Linked DNA regions of Mus musculus: region 2 is linked to region 1. The links are chromatin contacts, called in public HiCAR-type maps. All regions are on one chromosome and are shown on one strand. The core of a region is the stretch at or near the end of the contact, and the rest is flanking DNA. Distances in the headings are between cores, read along the strand shown.

Region 1 (6,306 bases), core at 2,786-5,285:
TATAAAATCCCTCAGAGGACACTGGTAAATATGAAACAACTCAAGCGTCCTGTCTAGTTGGATGTTGATTATTTATCCAAGTGTAGGTGATATCTATAGCGGGGATGATGGCTGCACAGCCTTTAGGAGCAAATGTAGAAGATACAACACAAGTAAATTCATCCATCCATCCATCCATCCTGACCTCAGAGTATCTGTATCTGTAAGCTGTGGTGCTGGTTTTACTTGCATATGGCACCATGGGGTCTCGCCGTGTTTAGGGATGACATCTTACTGAGCTACTCAAATTGTTCATTGTTTTTAGGAGGCAAAGCTGGAGATAAGACGACAGTCTCATGTGTAGAATCTAATAATCATTTTCTTTCTGTTTTTGAGACAGACTCTCTCTAAGTCCTGACTGTCCTGGAACTTGCAATGTAGATCAGACTAGCCTTGAACTCATAAAGACTAGCCTTGATCCTGCCCCCTAAGTGCTGGGATCAAGGGTATGTGCCACCATGTTCAGCTAATAATTGTTTCTTAAATGGCCCCTTCCATGGGGAGGGCTAAAATGACCTGGGGAGTGTAAAAGCAGTGGGGCTGAGGTGCACATGGTGGTGAGGCATCGTCTAGTCTGTTTCTGCTCCCCACTATCCTTTAACCTGAGGTGTGCTGTGTGACTTTTGCTCGGGAGATGTCAACAAACATCTGTTCACCCCACCTAAGGCACTGGGATGACAAACCAGTCAGTCCCACCCACACCTAGTTTTGTGAGCAGTGACTGATGAGACTACTTACAGGAGAATGGATGAGGGGTACTTACAGGTGCATGGATGACCCGAAAGGAAGCTGCATTGGGAGGCGGGGGTGGGGGTGGGGTGGGGAGTGTTCATCCAGCAAGGATGAGAACTCACAAAAGCCGCATCTCTGAGGCTTCCTCCAAAACTTGCCCTAGCTGGGCTTTTTAGAAATTCTCAGAGATGTCTTCTGAACTCCATGTGTACCATGGTATGAGCATGTGAAGTGCACACACACACACACACACACACACACACACACACATCTTAAAATAAAAATGCCAGGCATGTTGGCACATGCCTTAAATCCCAGCATGCAGGAGGCAGAACTCTGTGTGTATGAGCCCAGCCTGGTCTAGTTCTAGGACAGCTGGAGCTACATAGTGAGACCCTATCGCCACAAAACTAAAGATAAATACAAGAGGGTCCAGTGAGTAAAAGAGTTTACTACCACGCCTGATGACCTGTGTCTGATCCCTAGGCCCCACCCAAATGCTGGGAGAGAAGCAACTCCTGAAGGTTATTTTTTGCCCTTTGCTTACTGTGGCATGAATCTCCCAGATAGATAGATAGATAGATAGATAGATAGATAGATAGATAGATAGATAGATAGATAGATAAATGCAGAATAAAGGATACAAAGAAATACCAATGCATGGCTTCTCCTCTTAACTTCCACGATATACTTTGGTCCCCAAACACAAATACACTCAAATTTATGGATATTTGTATTATATTTCTGTGGAGATGTGAACAAAAGTCTATTTACAGCAGGTAAATACCAATAACAGATCAATAAATGATTCCCTCAAGTCCAACTAGTGAGGCAATTTATTGGGTGAGTAAAAAAGAGGGCTGAGGGGTTACCCATGGAAGTGTTTGTAGCGGCTCTATCTAAATGTCCTACCCTAACATGGGTGACAGCTTCCCAAACACGAGTCCCCACCTAACATCAGCCAACCTCCCACCTTTTGTGTTTTAGCACCTTCTGAAACCACATGTAACCGGGGCAAAATTATGTACAGGTGCTTTGGAGGTACAGGAGCAACTAAAATCCCAGGTGAGGGTCTAAAATTACTAACAGGCCTGCCCAATCTTGGGGGAGGTCTCTCTCCCTCCCTCCACCACATGGACCCCAGAGATCAAACTCAGGCCATCAGGCTTGGCTATATGGCAGAAGGTACCTTTACCCACTGAACCACCTCGGCAGCCTCTCAAACAAGATGACTGTAAAACCAACCAACCAACCCCACAGAAACCCAGGAGTTATCCTACTGTCTCAGCTCTGTTCTGTATTGGTTGCCATGGTGGCATCAGCAGGGACATCGTGCTAATACATCATTTTCTTCTCAAGGAACTTCAGCATCAATTAAGCCATAGCATCACATTCACAGAGCGGGTCTTCCAGAAAACTCTGAAATTTGCTTTAACATCCCAGAACCCATTTTTTGGATATTTGATACTGGTTTACATTGTAAGCATTGGATGTTTAAATATCAAGATGGAGGCGTGGCACACACAGCAAGAGAATCCTGTATAAAGCATGTATGCAAAGCTATTAGACAAAGCAAAATACACAGAACAAGAAAATTTATTATCGCCAATGCTGGTGCATAAAGATTAACAAGCATAATTAGAAGAAGGGAGGGGGAGGGGAAGAAAGAGGCAGAGAGGGAGAGAGAGAATATGAATATCAGACACCCAGGTGGACTTCTGGGTAGGTTTAAAACCTTCAAAGTTTGACAACATAATAGCTCATACATCTTTTTATAGATACAGGCAGGATTTCTTTTTACTTGACAATTTTAGCAAACAGTTCTTACAATATGAACTTCAGTTATAGTCTTACCATCTGTCAAGGTACAAAACAGCAAGTGAAATTTCCCTAGTATAAAAGGGTATTAGAAAGTTTGTCTTTGGGCTTTCCCATACATTTTATTTAATGCATGAACTTAAAACCTTAAAAAGACATCCTGTTTCTTTCTTTACTTTGAAAATCATTACAATGGGTTTTTCCAAATTAGAGGTCACAGTAGCTTTATAAATCATGAAGATACATGTGCAGTCAAAATTCCAGAAGCGTTTGTAACACATTTTAAGATGACAGCACACATGATAACACGTCTACATTTATACCCACATTTACTTGGACTACTCTGTGGGGTAGATGAATACTCAATCTTAAACCTCAAGTTTAGCTTTTGATAACTGATGTGTATAAATCACCAAAAAGAATTTGGAAAGTTTTTTTTTTTTTCAATAGCCTTTCAGTTCGAATTAAAGACATCTTGGAATGTATTTCCCCCCATTCTTTAATTAGATTCTTGTATTGGTAGTCACAATTTACTCTTCCAAACCATCTTTAAAAGCTTAACAGAGAAAGCTCTTCTCCAATGTAAGGAAAATCATCTCGATCAACAGTCTGAACCAGAGGTTTTTGCTGAGCCCCTGTGAGACCAAAGAGGAACGATTTGGTCTTTTTCTCCTCGCGATTCTCAGGTTTAACACTCCTCCTTCCTCGATTCTCCTTTTCCACAATGCATGGTCATTCACTGTCCCGTCTTCTATTCCGAGAAACAAAAACCAACTGTTTTTATTTTTTGCACAGAACTATTTGGAATGAACCCCAAAATAGCAGAATGTTGAATCTCTCCCTCTCAGGTAGTTTCCTCCTCTCTCGTCAGCATTTACTCTCGATCAATGATCTCATCACAACCGAGCTCTTCGGTCAGTCGATTGACAACCATCAGCGAAAACAGCTCTTCGATAAAAGCTAGCTGGTCGAAAGGGCTCTTCTCACACCGCGCCTGAAAGCCGCCATCCAGGGCATCTCCGGCTCGCGCGGTTCGCAGGAACACCTTGTTGGCTTCCTCCAGGGCGGCGGACACCCTGTGCATCGCGCCGCTCCAGCGCTCCTCTTCAGGGAACTCGTAGTCGTCCTCCCAGTCATCAAACTCGTCGCCTTCCAGGTCCGCGCCAGCCTCGGGGAACAGACCGCGCTGGGCGCGGGCGGCGGCCGGCCCGGCCTCCTCCTCCATGGGGCCCTCCTCCGGGGCCGGCCCGCGGGCCCCGCGGCCTACCTCCATATAGCCCTCGCCGGGCAGCACGTCCATCTGCAACTCGTTGCTTTCTTCGTACAGCTCGCAAAGCTCTGCCATCTCCGCCATGGTGGAAGCGACTCGACCAAGGTGGAAAAAAAAAAGGAACCTTTTGCAGAGACGGGCGCGCGAACGGGCGTGGTGCGCGTGCGCAGGCAAGAGGGCGTGCGTGGAGCGCGAGCTGGGGGGGGGGGGCGCGTGCGCAGGCGAGTGGGCATGCGTGATGCGCGTGCGGAGCACGTTTCACGTGCGCAAACGGGTAGGCGGGCGTGGTGCGCGTGCCAGCATGGCGTGCGTGTGCTGGCGAGTAGGCCGCTTGGTCCACGGGGGGGGGGGGGGGCGTGGTGCGCGGGCGCGGGCGCGGGCGCGAGCTCTTCCCTTCCCACCCCTCACCCCCTATGTTTCCCGGACTCCCACCTCACCCTCACACCCACTCAGGACCCGCGATGCTTCCGCTGGTGACCCACCTGGAGACCAGCTCTAAGTTCCTTGCCAAGTGCTTGCTTTGCCTAGATGGAAAGCCCTGGCCTTCTGTCACAGATGCCATCTCTCCTCCACCTCCCTGCCTCCCCAGCGTTCCTGTGATCAGCATGTCCATTACCTCTCACCATTTCAAATCCCACTAGTCCCGTCCTGCGCACTGAGAAAATTTAACTTTTCGGTTTTTTTCTTCTGAATTTATTGAAGTTGACCTAACCAAAGATAAATTGTGTGTATGTCCACACGTATATACCATGGGGAAACTAAACCACATACATGTGTGAGTACTAGGATAAAGAAAGGTGGAAAATAGGCTATACATATTTTAAATATATACAGATAATCACGCGCCACGGTTGCTCTACAAACTTAAACTGTAGCCAATAGTGTTTGAGAATATCCACACCCTTACCACGTATTGTTTTATGGAATTAATATAAGTAAACTTAAGTTTTATCAATTTGATCTCTCTTTCGTGTGTATGCGTTTGTTTGCCTGTCTGTAATGTTTGTGTGCCACGTGTGTGCATTGTGCCTACAGAGGCCAAAAGAGGGCGTTGGAACTCCTAGAAACGAAGTCAGTTGTACACTGCCCTGTGATTACTGGGAGTCGAACCCTGGTCCTTAGTGTGAGCAGCCGATGCTGTTTACTGCTGAGCCATTTCTCCAGCCTTGATTGTATCTTTATAATCTTTCCATAGCTTTAGTTTATTATTCGTGGATGCAATGGCCCTGTCATGTCCAAGAGACAATGCTCCATAGCATTCCTCTTTATCTTATATAATTTTTGCCAATGGTCATTTTTTATATTCTTCAGCGAACTTTTCTCCAAAGTGTTACATGATCCTTACTAGTTTTACATACTTGAACATATTTGTATGAAATCTTCCTCTTTATCCATTAAATGAAGTTTCTCATGAGCTGTTATTGGAATATAATCTTTGCATGTTGATTTTTGTTCTTATTGAAATGTTAATAGAGAAAAGTGCACAGGTAATGTGTGTGGCTTAATTATCACAAGCTACATATATTTGTTTACTTACTACCCAGAAGAAAAGGCATCATTCGTGGATCCCAGAAAACCACTCTTCTCTCTTTTTGTGCCTCGTGAATAACCACAATTCAGACTTTATGCAAATAGTTCAATAAAAAGTTTGCCAGTTTTGATAAATGAAACGATGTATTGATATATTCTTTGTTTTGACTTCTTTTTTAACCCAACAAATATGTTGTCATATTTTAAGCAGTCTACTATTTGAATATCACAATAGTCACCTTCAGGATTGCTTCTAATTCAGGGCTATTATAAATAGCCTAGTTATTTCATTTCCTAAGGAAACATCTTGTTGCACAACTTTATTCAATTATTGTTGAGTATGCTTCTAGGAGCAGTTTTGCTTGGCTGTCTTGTATGTACAGCCTTCGTAGGTTCTGCCTCACAGTTCTGCAATCAGGATTCATTGGTAGTTGCATAGCTGGCATTTTAATTAACCTTTAAAACCTATACAAGTCAGTTATTGCACTGTGATTTCCAAACACAAGCAAACAAATTAGAATCTCCAATAAAACAATCATTTTGGGTTAAATTAGTGCAGTTATTTGGCTAGTGATATCAGAAGTCTTTATGTTTTTCAATCGTTTTTAGGTTTATGTGTGGGTGTTTTGCCTACTTGTGTGTACTATGTACATGTTCTGTGCCCCTAGAGGCCAGAAAAGGGCTTTGCATCTTCTGGAACCAGAGTCACAGGTTGTTTGAGACAACATGTTGGTACTGGGACTGGAACCAGGGTCCTTAACCTCTGAGCAACCTCTCTATCCCCCATGTTAGAAATCTTAATATTAGTGTGTTTGGATACATAGTAGTGAATAACTAAACAAAAGTAAATACACTAAGTCTATAAACAGAAAAAATAAATAAGAGTATGAAGGGAAGGGGGGAAATGTTCTGGTTAA
Region 2 (6,306 bases), core at 2,692-5,191, 1.0 Mb before region 1:
CGCATGCCTTTAATCCCAACAATGAGGAGGCAGAGGCAGGTAGAGCTCTCAGTTCAAAGCCAATCTGGTTTACACAGTGAGTTCTAGGACAGCCTAGGCTACACAGAGGAAACCCTGTCTCAGAAAGAAAAAAACAAAAACAACCCTATTGTTTGGGAGGTTACAACATAATATCACTGAAAATGATACTGTATCACTTTTATTCTGTGACCAAAACCCAGAAATCATTTAAGGGGGAGTTTATCTTAGATCACTGTTTTGGAAGAACTTCAGTCCATCATAGATGGGAAAGTTCTGACAGAATTTATGGCAGCAAGAGTATGCTGAAGTGGCTCCTCTAATCTGGCTAACCAGAAGCAGAGAGCTCTGAGGGAGCCATAGATTGGAAAAACCTTCAACAGGCTATCCCCAGGAACAAACATCCACCAGTCAGGCCCCACCTCCTAAAGGATACACATACTTCAAAATGTGGTCTGAAGCTGAGTCTAAGCAAGAAAAGTTTGAGTCTGGGAGGGACATTTTATAACTATTTTATTTATCCTGCTTTTATGTAGTATATTTTAAAACATATACAATTCTCTTTAAAACACAGACATCAGCCATTGAGTACAGTGGCATGCATCTGCAATTCCAGCTACCTGGGGAGCCTGAGGCAGGAGAATCTCTTAAGCCCAGGAGTTAGAGGTCAATCTTGGTCATGGTAAGACACTTTCAAAAAATATAAACAAATACACACAATCAAAAGTGTATAGACATCACATACTAATAACTAACATTAAGAGAATAAATCACCAAGAAATTGAAGCTTTACTTTTTTGACAGCTGATATTTCACTTAAGGCCTCAAACTAGGCATTCTATGGGAAGACAGACTCAGAAAAGAACAGACATCTCTGCAATGAAGGAAAGCGTAATGCTAAACAAGGAAGAGAAGAACTCTAAGGGACATGAATAAATATTAGAATGCTAAGGAAAAGAAGGAGGAAGGGAAGGAAGAAAGTACCCCAGTTTCTAAGAGCAATTATGTGTGGTTAGATTACATTTGCTACAGAGTATTTGATACATACAAAATGCATGCAGTGTTTGTGTGTTATATACCTGTGTACAGTGGTCACACACATGTTGGGAGCCTATAAAGTAGTTTTTGAGAGCCTTTTGCTTTAAAAGGTAGGAGTCAGGCCATGGGTGATAGGATATGTATGTGCCATGCCCTGGGTGTCCTAGCACCAAACACACATAAACACAAAAATAGTATAAATCTATCAGCTGATGGGGAGGGCGCCTTGATTGCTCTAACCAGTAGAATATTACTAGAAGTAATGTGCCAATTTCTTGATACAGGCTTTTCAGAGACTGAAAGCTTCTACTTTCTGCCTCAAGTGTGGTCATGGAGCCCAACACACATGCCATGAGAAGTTTAATCCACACAAAGAGACTGGATGTGGACATGCCAGTTATCATTTCCAGCTGCAACCATCAGCAACTATCCAGGTGAACAAAGTTGGATTTTATAACAAGATAAAATGCAAGACTCCTCCCTGCTTCCTGACCGCTCCGAGGCAAACAGTCTCCTTTACACACCCTTGCTAACAGGGGACTGCACTTCACCTCAGATGCAAAGTAATGGAGCCAATTAAGCTTGGGCAGAAGTCTCCGAAACTGTGGGGCAAAATAAATCTTCCCTTTAGAAAATCAGGATGTCAGACGCCGCCATGATCATCCCGGTGCGCTGCTTCACCTGCGGGAAGATCGTCGGCAACAAATGGGAAGCCTACCTGGGTCTGCTGCAGGCCAAGTACACGGAGGGGGATGCCCTGGACGCTCTGGGCCTAAAGCGCTACTGCTGCCGCCGCATGCTGCTAGCACACGTGGACCTGATTGAGAAGCTGCTGAACTATGCACCCCTAGAGAAGTGACCGCTGGAGCCTGCCCTCCTCTGTCTCCTGCTGGCCACGGGCAGCCTGTCGTGCTATGTTCAAACTGAGCTATTGGGGATGTTGGTGTATTGCCTGGCTGTGGCCCTGTGGCTAAGTCCTGTTACCCTGGAAGGAACTGTTTAGTAAAGATGTTTGCAGAACCACCAAAAAAAAAAAAAAAAAAAAAAAAAAAAGAAAGAAAATCAGGATGCTAAGTATATAATGAATAAAATTTGATGTGTTGGCTTTACATTACAACTGGTTTACAAAGCCATCTGGATTCGGTTCCATTCTTATCAACAAAAGATCAGGATGATTAATAAGGCTCAAGTAAATAAATCAACAAGTTAAAGAATAAAAAGAAAACCTTAAATATTTTTGTTAGTTTATCTTATCCATTGTTATCTCAAAAACTACAAGTCACAAGCTATTCATTATTCATTCCTCACAGGCTTACATTACTACTGCAAGATCCGTGCAATGCCCAATATCTGGGCAAAAGAGCAGGAATATACATTTTAGGATCAACAGTGATACAGTGGCATAATTAAGTTATATACTAATTCATATTCTTAAATAAGCATACATACAGCCAACAGCACCTTAATTAGGCCAGTGCTCTATAGATGAGAAACTACCTAAATCCAACATGATTGACTTTCACCAGGGAGTCTTAAACAGAAAGAGTGAAATACTAAAAAAAAAGCAGATATCTTTAAAACAGAAACAAAAACCAAAAACTACCACCACCAACAATACACCGAGCCTGGCAGTGGTGGGCAGCACTCGGGAGGCAAAGGCAGGCAGAACTTTGAGATCAAGGGCAATCGTGGTTTAGAGTGAGTTCCATAATAGCTATGGCTGCACAGACAAACTGTCTCGAGAAAAAAAAGAAAGAAAGTAAGAAAAAAAGAAAGAGAATAAAGCCACCAAAACCAAAAAATAACACATGGAATTTTTAATGAAGTAGGATAATATACACAACTAAGAATACTCTAAGATTTAAAAAGAATACCCTTGCCAGGAGTGGTGCTTGATGCAGTTTTATCCATCTCTGGAGCCAAGGGAGGAAGGTTTCAGTGAGTTTGAGACAAGTCCTGTTTACATAGTAAGACCTTGTGGGTGGTGGCGGGGAACAACCAAGAATTACACCCTTTAGCTAGGCATCGTTTTGATCCGAAACCCTAGAGCTTTTTAATAAATATGAAACTCCTTAGATTCTGCAACACCTCTGTGAGTCACGTAAATATTTCTTGAATGACTGACTCAAGGTCATAGGCAGAAAGCAAGAACAAAACATAGGAACAGGGTCTGCAGCTTTGTGGGTAAAGGAATATCATTGTGATTTGGGGTTGACAACTCTCTCGGTACATCAGATGTGAAGGGAACTTGTCAGTGCCACAAGTCTACAAACGAAGAAACATTTTTAAGAAAAGAAAATGCCCTCTTTGAAGAAGTTTTAAGTGTGGTGAGTTTACTTAACTCAATTTTTGTACTTCACTGAAAACATGCGTGACCCGGGTAAAGGGGAATAGGGAAAACATGACAAATGGTCGTATTAAGGCCTGGGGTTGTAGGTAGCACAAAATGAGAAAAAAGGAAGCAAAAGGAAGGAGTCCAAAGTTGGGTCTAGTGTCCAACAGAAAGGAGAACTGGTCAAGGCCACCCTCTGAGACCGGCAAACTACATCAAACTCGCTGGGCACCGTAGGAGGGGGACGGGAGCGACCAAGAGTCGGGCCCTCCCTGGACCAGCCAGTTGTCTGGGGTTGTCCCACCCCTCCGCGGACAGGGCTCGTCTCCCGGATGACCAGCAGCTGGAGGACGCCTTCCCCAGGAACCGGGGCCGGAGCCAGGCCGCACTCACCGCAGCGCCCGCGCTCCGCTAACACCGGCCTCCTCGCCTGACGCCCATCGCCCACCACCAGAAGGAGAACGAGCCTTCGCTCTCAGACGCACGGCAGCGCAGCTCATCCCCTCTTCCCGATTCGCATTGCGTGGCGACGGGTCGCGTCTCGAAACGTCACGGCGAGGGCGGAGCTTCCAGTGAACCCTGTAACTCCGCCTTTCTGTCCCGTAGGGAGGGACATCAGGGCGGCCCTCTCCGGAAGGGTGAGCGCCGAACCGGCCTGAGCATGCGTCGGAAGGACAGTTTGAGCTGGTGCGGGACGGAAGCGCGCGTGCTGCGCTTCCGGTGTCCTCGCGCGTCTCTTTTCCGGGTGGAAGTCAGTTCAGATTGTGTCACATTGTGACTTGGAGCTGTCCACGGAGGAATCGAGGATATTTTGGCGCCTCTCAATAGTGCATTTTTCCCGTCAGATCGGACATTAGGGGGAAAATACGGGGAGAGGATTGATACCTTCTAAAACTTGGGAATAAACATTCTCCAAAGCCAAGCCTCTGGTTAAAGAACAGACGTGTTTGGAAAACACATTGCACAAACACCGTCAACATTTCCAAAAGGACCAGTCTTACAAAGCTGGGGTTTGAACTCTTTGGAGAGTTGTCTTGTGGAGAAAAGATGGGCTACTCGTGGACATAAAAATTGCTTAAGAGTGGAGTTGTTTTCCCTGGTCACTAAATCCGTTGGGACAGTCCAACTTTTTAATGCATGTCAAATCTAAAAGCACAGCTCTACTAAGTATATAAAATGAAAATACTTAGCAGATAGGCTGCCATTAAACGTTAAAGAGTAGTAAGCATCCAGTCTACCAACCTTTAAAATAAACCTTAGTTTCGTTTCCATTACAATTAGCTACATGCAAAGGTATTCTTGTGCTGGGCGGTGGTGGCACACGCCTTTAGTCCCAGCACTTGGGAGGCAGAGACAGACGGATTTCTGAGTTCGAGGCCAGCCTGGTCTACAGAGTGAGTTCCAGGACAGCCAGGGCTACACAGAGAAACCCTGTCTCGAAAAACCAAACCAACCAAACAAACAAAATCTTGCATTTCTCCTTTAAAAAATCAACACTAAATTATATACTATTTGTTCTCCCTAGACAAGTAAAGACTGGTGTGATTTGATACCGTGCAATGCTGGGAACTACTGGATAAAAGCCTCAAATGTTTTTTTTTTCCCCCTCATAATTAAGGAAGAAATTGTTTTTTTGAGGATGGATTATTTTAGGAAAATGTTTTTTCTCTGCTCAGCTTTGTGGAATTGAGTAAGGAAAGAAAAACTTAGAGCTGAATGTGAGAATAAGTATAAAACACATGGAGAACATTTTGGGGTGCTCTGACAATTGGAAGGAGGTAGGACTGAAAGGAAGAGAGACATCATTGGAGTGTATCAGTGAAAATTTTCTCTGAGCCCAACAAGATGCGTGAAGTCCTTACCAGGTAAACTTGGCAATCTGAGTTTGATTCCTGGAAAACACACACACACACACACACTCACGCACACACATGAGTTGTATACACACATGTGAGTTGTCCACACACACACACACACACACTCATGCACACTCACTCACACACGTGAGTTGTCCACACACACACATACTCACACACACGTGAGTTGTATACACACACACACACACACACACACACGAGTTGTCTTTTGATCTCCATGTGCTTCCCCTCCCAGAGAACAATATTTTTTTTTAATCTCTGAAGATGAGGTCCCAGAAACGCTTTTAACAAATACTGCTTTTTAATATTCACCTACAGTTTTTTAAACAATTTTATGTATTTATGCATGTGATGCCTTCTGAGGCCATGTTAGTTGTGAACCACCCAACATGGGTGCTGGGAGCTGAACCTTTGTCCCCTTGAAGAGCAGCAAGAGCTCTTAGCTCTTGAGCCATCTCTCCAACCCATACCTATAGTTATTTTATTTGCATTGATGTAATTCTGGTTCTATCTCGTCCCACTCCTAGCAAACAGAATTCTTCCTCCTTCACTAACATCTCAGCTGCTGATTTTGCTAGAAATCACAAATCATTTGCATGAGTTTCTGTGTAAATGGAGGAAGAAGTAGATGTGTGGGTCAACGGGTACCAAACATAAGGTACAAGAAATGGCAAGATAATCCCCAATTTGAGCCATGCAGTAAAAGCAGAAAGACTGAAGATATCTCCAGATTACTAATAAACATCCTGGGGTGAGATTTGAGCTTTTCAATACTTATGGAATGAGAAATCTTAACGAGGAGGGACAACTGGATGAAAATATGCTCCTTCAATTGTATTGTAGGACATGGGTATGTACAGGACAAAGCTGTCTAAACTGTGAAGCAGGAAAGAGTGGGTGTGCTGGAGGAATTGCAAGAAGTTGAACGTGAACCCATAAGTGAAAATCTCCAGACCCATGTGATGGCGTTGCAATCAAATAGGCATGACAAGAGCAGTGTATAAAGTCATCTGTTTGTATATGAGTAGCATACAGACTTTA

What was found. HiCAR-type assays count read pairs that join an accessible place to other places.
Region 2: a contact with region 1 is called in a HiCAR-type map of astrocytes, with 2.2 times the contacts expected there. The contact joins the promoter of Usp8 here to the promoter of Eid1 in region 1. A contact is called at or near these places in 2 of 39 promoter capture datasets (hippocampal neurons and pre-B cells) and 1 of 115 datasets of contacts at active chromatin or transcription factors (astrocytes).

The regions. Positions count from the first base shown.
Region 1 is chr2:125,670,829-125,677,134 of GRCm38.p6, reverse strand. Eid1 (EP300 interacting inhibitor of differentiation 1) reads right to left here and starts at 4,035. Exons shown (of 1, transcript NM_025613.3): 1 at 1,492-4,035. The coding sequence starts at 3,943. The coding sequence ends at 3,464. All of the region lies in intron 4 of Shc4 (SHC (Src homology 2 domain containing) family, member 4), which reads left to right.
Region 2 is chr2:126,704,963-126,711,268 of GRCm38.p6, reverse strand. It overlaps Usp8 (ubiquitin specific peptidase 8), which reads right to left and starts at 3,941. Exons shown (of 19, transcript NM_019729.3): 1 at 3,782-3,941. It also overlaps the pseudogene Gm10774.